Linked DNA regions of Pan troglodytes: region 1 is linked to region 2. A link is a contact called in public Hi-C data. All regions are on one chromosome and are shown on one strand. Each heading gives the region's core, a stretch centred on a gene start, on an enhancer-like site or on the middle of the called end of the contact. The rest is flanking DNA. Distances are from core to core; before and after follow the strand shown.

Region 1 (2,841 bases), core at 300-2,799, 150 kb after region 2:
TGTGTCTTATCTATCATCTATCTTATCTATGTATCTCTATGACCTGTCTATCTATGTATCTATCTGTTATCTCTCTGGTTATCTGGTCTCCAGTGCCCACCTCCTCCTCCCAGTCTTTTCTCTCACCCTGATTCTGAACTTCTCCAGGCCTGGTGTTATGTTTTCTGTAGTGTGACCTTATAACTAACCATCCCATCGAAGACGCTTGGGGGAGTGAAAGGAGAGGCTATTAATACTTCTGCAAAAACTGGCGCTGCCCTGAGCACACTGGGATGCCTGGTGGTGGTGGTGGTTAGGTGTAGATTTCTCCCCATTCCTTAGTGCCTCACAAGGGTGCTGTAAAACGTTTGTCGAGTGTGTTTTATCAACAGTCTCAGAAGGGGTGGTAAAAAAAATACTCGTTTGTTTCATACAGAGAGAAATTGAGTTACAAAGTGATGACTTACAAAATCACGGAAAGGAAATCAATGGTGAGGTGGAGCCAAACCTCTGCTGTAGAATTTCTGGATTCAGATAACACAGAGCTCTCTCCATCAAGCATTTGTGTGCAGAAGCTAAGCTCCAGGCCCAGGGAGAGAGCTTGAAGCAAAGACATAATAAAACAGTAACAGCTGCTACCGAAGCTGTGTCATGCAACTTTGCTTAGCCCTTTACTGTATGGTCTCATTTATTCCTTAAGGAAGGTGAGATTATAATAGAAAAGGAAAATGAATGTGCCGCAGTCACACAAATCACTCACTACTACACTGCCACCAGAGCCCAACAGAGTAGCCACAATTCTTGTTTTCTTCCTAAAAGGTGCAATGGAGTAATACTGCACAATTTCCATTTAGATGTCCCTTCAACACGTTTCCTGGGAATCTTAGAGCAGTTAACACCCATTTAGAAAGGAGCTTTTTCATTTCGTAAATATGTTCAGTGCACCAAAACAGGCAAACAAGATAACCCAAACTCTTAACTTGCCTCAGCACCTCACCCCTTAAGATACACAGAAACAAATCAGAAATTATGCTCAATAAGGAATTTGCAAGGCTGAGGAGGGGGAGCTGGAGTCAAATCAGCTGGGTCTTCCGCCCCCTTCAGTAGGAGGGGGAAGATTACTGCAGAGAATGTAACAAGGAGAATAAGAGAGAGGGAGGGAGGGGGAAGAGAGAGAGAGAGGGAGGGGGGTGGAGAAAGAGACAGAGAAGGAAAGGAAGAAAGAAAAAGAGAGAGAATAACTGTTGGTAACAGACAGCCCAAGAAAATTGTAGAAAAGTCCATCTCTGGTACCTACCTGGTGCCACCTTCCCCCCACCCCCGCGTTGTTTATTTATTTATTTATTTTTTCTAGCCACCACCATTTTGTTGCCTGGCAGAGGTGTGAGATGCAAGGCTGTTTACAAAGCCCCCAGCAAGAGCAGTCCCATCATCAGGAGGTTTGCTTCCCCCCCGGGCCAGCCCTCTCGCTCTCCATGCCCGTCTTGGCTGCATGCGTTGTACCTAACACATTTAACCCGCATTTCTTAAGAGTTCTGCAAAATGGTGTCTGCTGGTGTTTGCAAGGGCAGCTCCCGCTGGGCGTCCCGAGCTGGGTGGGAGCTGAGTGTGCGGTTCCCTAACGAGCTGGCGGCCGGCCTGAGCGGCTCTGATCTCCAATTCTGACGGCTTGTCCTTCAGGTGACCTATATTATCTGGCACCTCAGTTGCTGCTCACAAAGAAAAAGTATCACTGGAAGAAAGAAAAAAAAATCCCAAGTGATCGTGTACATGCTCTTTATTGAGAATATTAAACTCAGACGCCCTCTGCTGGGCAAGACGGGAAGGGGAGGCTGGGAGTAGGGGAGGGTGGCCGGGAGGGCTCAGGAGAAGCCGGGGACGGCCCCCTTCCTGTGAGATCTGTGGGCATGATTCAGGGCAAAGGGCGCCCATCAGAGCTGCTTTAGGCAAAGGGAAATACAAAACAAAACTGAAACCGCTGACAAGGAAATCATTTAATTGGGGAGAAATGACAACTTCTTCACTTGCATTTTTTTTTTTTTCCTGTTCCTAAAATTGTTGCTTTTGATAGGTGAGAGGGAATGGGGGGAGGGGGGGGGAGAAAAAAAAAGCAGGGAGACTGCTGGACACTGCCAACTTATTCATCAAGACAAAGGGCGTGGGTTTCAGGGAAGTCCTAGCAAAGAGTGTGGCTCAGCGGGTAGAAGGGTAGCTGAAATACCAGGACATTTTTGAGAGTGAAACAGAGTGCTATGGATGATGATGCGGACACAGCAGGTATAGTCCAGAGTGTCCCAGGCAAATCTGACTACCTAGTCCAGCACTGCACAGAGAGCTTTCTAGGATGATATGAATGTTTTGCATCTGTCCTGTCCTATCTATCTATTTATTTATTTATTTTTGAGACAGAGCCTTTCTCTCTGTTGCCCAGGCTGGAGTGCAGTGGCACGATCTCGGCTCACTGCAACCTCCAACTCTTAAGTTCAAGCGATTCTCGTACCCCAACCTCCCGAGTAGCTGGGATTACAGGCACCCGCCACCATGGCTGGCTAATTTTTGTATTTTTAGTAGAGACAGGGTTTCGCCGTGTTGGCCAGGATGGTCTCAAACTCCTGACCTCAGGTGATCCACCTGCCTCAGCCTCCCAAAGTGCCGGGATTACAGGCGCAAGCCACTGCGCCCGGCCTGTCCTGTCCTATATGGTAACCACCACCCACATGTGGCTACTGGGCTCTTGAAATGCAGCTACGCAACTGTGAGGGGATGAATTCTTAACTTCATTTAATTTTTGTTATTCTGAATTTACATTTAAATAGTCACGTATGTCTAGTGGCTATCAGACGGTAGAGCTCTGGTCTTACT
Region 2 (2,840 bases), core at 87-2,586:
CTCCCGCCTTGGCCTCCCAAAGTGCTGAGATTACAGGGGTGAGCCACCATGCCCTGCCTCAAACTCTTCAAAAATATATGCTTGGTCAACCTTTGAGATTCTTTTAGAGTGTTCAGGATTAGAGAAGAGATATGCATCTTTACTGATGGGAAAACTTTGTTTATTTATTTATTTATTTATTTATTTATTTATTTTTGAGACAGAGTCTCACTCTGTCTGCCCTGGCTGGAGTGCAGTGGCGCGATCTCGGCTCATTGCAAACTCCTCCTCCAGGGTTCAAGTGATTCTCTTGCCTCAGCCTACTGAGTAGCTGGGACTACAGGAGTGTGTCACCACGCCCAGCTAATTTTAGTAGAGACAGGGTTTCACCATGATGGCCAGGCTGGTCTTGAAATCCTGACCTCAAATGATCCTCCCGCCTTGGCCTCCCAAAGTGCTGGGATTACAGGCATGAGCCACTGTGCCTGGCTATTTTTTTTGAATATTGAACTTGATTCTCATGAAGTATTGCTACCTTCATGATGCTGTAGGAGCTGGCTCTTTCTTGAGGGTAAGCCACAATCTCATCCACCACAGGTTAGCTACATTGGCTGCTTTCTGATTCTCAAACACAAGCCCTTGTCTACCTCAGGACCTTGGCACTTACTGTCCCTGTGTCTGGAATGTCACCTCTGCAGACTACCTGTTACTGCCTGGCCTCCTTGAATTTCTGTACCTACATGATTTTTTCAGGAAGGACCCCCTCTACCCCCTCCCCACCCCTAGTTATTCTCTTTTTCACGATCTGGTTTTATTCTTCATAGCACTCACCCAAACCCAATTTATTGTTATTTTTTAGATTGTATATTGCCCACCCGCCCCTAAAAACATAACCTTCTTGTCAAACATGTTCATCTGTGTATCCGCAGTGCCCTAGCCCAATATCTTGCCTACAATCGGTGCCAAATAAGTAGTCTCTGAATTTGCTGTTGACTTGGTGAATTTATAAACAGGTAATCAACATTTGGTTGCAGTCATCTTTGATTTGTAGGCAACTGAATTTTGTTTATTTCCAATTGCCAAAAGTTGTCTTTATTTGGGATGACAGCACCAAAACCTTTGCTGTCTTGTGCACCATGAATATGAAGCCGAGATGTCAGGTGATACCAGATAAAGAATACGTCATGGCAGCTCTTTAAACATGTAAACATATTAAACATTCAGGGCATCAGCCCCTGGCTCGTGGAGAATTCCATCCTTTAGCACATGACAAGTTGGGGTTTACAGTCAAAGTCCACTTAGCAAATGTTTGTTCTACAACGTGCTTTCCTTTTGTTTCCTGTAAGTATGGCTTCATGCCCTGCCAGGATCTGAGGTCATAGAAACACGAGGAGACTATTAACATATCAATGGAGGGGTCTCTTTGGAATCCAGAATTTGGAATGATATTTGCATCTTGAGCTCAGAAGCCGTGCAGGCGAGCCTGCTTATTGATTGCCTTTAATTTCCCCTTAAAACAGTGTCTTTTTCTGAAGAAAAGATTAATAGAGGAGGGCTCAGTTTGTCGCGTGATTTATGCTCAAGTCCTGCCTCCTTTGCATTCAGAAGCGCATTGCAAGCTCGTCCCCACCCCTGAGATGTTTGGATTCAGTTTCTCAAGAAAAATAGCTGCTGGTCACCAAAGCTTACAGCTTAATTGAATTTGTCTTTGTCCACTTAATCTTCATGCTTACAAAAAGTGGGGGTGGGAGGATTTATACAGAAGAGATGTACCTAAAATATACACGCGATCATTAGGAGGGTGGGCTGAAGAAAGAGATATAAAATGAAAATGAGGGTGCCACTTAGTCTATGCTGCACTTCTCTTTGCTTAAGGCATTGATAAATACACTAGTATCTCCCCAGTATAAACATGAGAACCTAAAAAGTAAATTGTATTGTACCAACTCTGAGCTGTTCCATCATTTTTGTTTTGGCTAAAAATTTGTTTTTTTTTCTTTGAGGGAAGAAAAAGACACAAAAGGAAAGTGAAGATTTCTGTGTTACATAAAGTTTGGGACCTCTTTCTATAAATAAATAGCTGGCTATATTCTGTGTCACTAATAATCATAACACTAATAGTAGCAATCAATTTATCAAGCACTTTTTTTTTTTAGCCATTGTACTAAATGCTTTATAATTTTTATTTTATTTTATTTTATTTTTTTTTTTGAGACGGAGTCTTGCTCTGTCGCCCAGGCTGGAGTGCAGTGGCGGAATCTCGGCTCACTGCGAGCTCTGCCTCTCAGGTTCATGCTGTTCTCCTGCCCCAGCCTCCCGAGTAGCTGGGACTACAGGCGCCCTCCACCACGCCCAGCTGATTTTTTATACGGGGTTTCACTGTGTTAGCCAGGATGGTCTCAATCTCCTGACCTCGTGATCCGCCCGCCTCGGCCTCCCAAAGTGCTGGGATTACAGGCGTGAGCCACTGCGCCCGGACTTTTTTTTTTTAAGACAAGAGTTTTCGCTCTTGTCACCCAGACTAGAGTGCAATGGCACAATCTCGGTTCACCGCAACCTCCGCCTCCTGGGTTCAAGCAATTCTCCTGCCTCAGCCTCCCAAGTAGCTGGGATTACAGGCACCCACCACCATGCCTGGCTAATTTTTGTATTTTTAGTAGAGATGGGGTTTCACCACGTTGGCCAAGCTGGTCTCAAACTCCTGACCTCAGGTGATCCGCCTGCCTCGGCTTCCCAAAGTGCTGGGATTACAGGCTTCAGCCACGGCACCCGGCCAGTGCTTTATAATCTTTATCTTATTTAAACTTGACTCCAACTTTTTTTTTTTTTTTGAGACCGAGTCTCGCTCAGTCGCCCAGGCT

What was found. Hi-C and Micro-C count contacts between places; a contact is called where the count stands out from the background.
Region 1: a contact with region 2 is called in a Hi-C map of stem cell-derived neural progenitor cells, with 3 times the contacts expected there. The contact joins two enhancer-like sites. A contact is called at or near these places in 1 of 7 Hi-C or Micro-C datasets (stem cell-derived neural progenitor cells), 1 of 1 datasets of contacts at active chromatin or transcription factors (stem cell-derived excitatory neurons) and 1 of 1 other capture datasets (stem cell-derived neural stem cells).

Annotation. Positions count from the first base shown.
Region 1 is chr21:60,204,087-60,206,927 of NHGRI_mPanTro3-v2.0_pri, forward strand. No RefSeq gene overlaps it. Among named protein-coding and RNA genes, the nearest start is that of BCAS1, 160 kb to the right of the region's middle. Within about 2 kb of position 1,550, at least 16 of the 24 cell types and tissues checked have an H3K27ac peak or open chromatin away from gene starts, as enhancers often do. A contact at or near this core is called in stem cell-derived neural progenitor cells and stem cell-derived neural stem cells, where this site is marked.
Region 2 is chr21:60,057,590-60,060,429 of NHGRI_mPanTro3-v2.0_pri, forward strand. No RefSeq gene overlaps it. Among named protein-coding and RNA genes, the nearest start is that of ZNF217, 150 kb to the left of the region's middle. Within about 2 kb of position 1,337, at least 7 of the 24 cell types and tissues checked have an H3K27ac peak or open chromatin away from gene starts, as enhancers often do. A contact at or near this core is called in stem cell-derived neural progenitor cells and stem cell-derived neural stem cells, where this site is marked.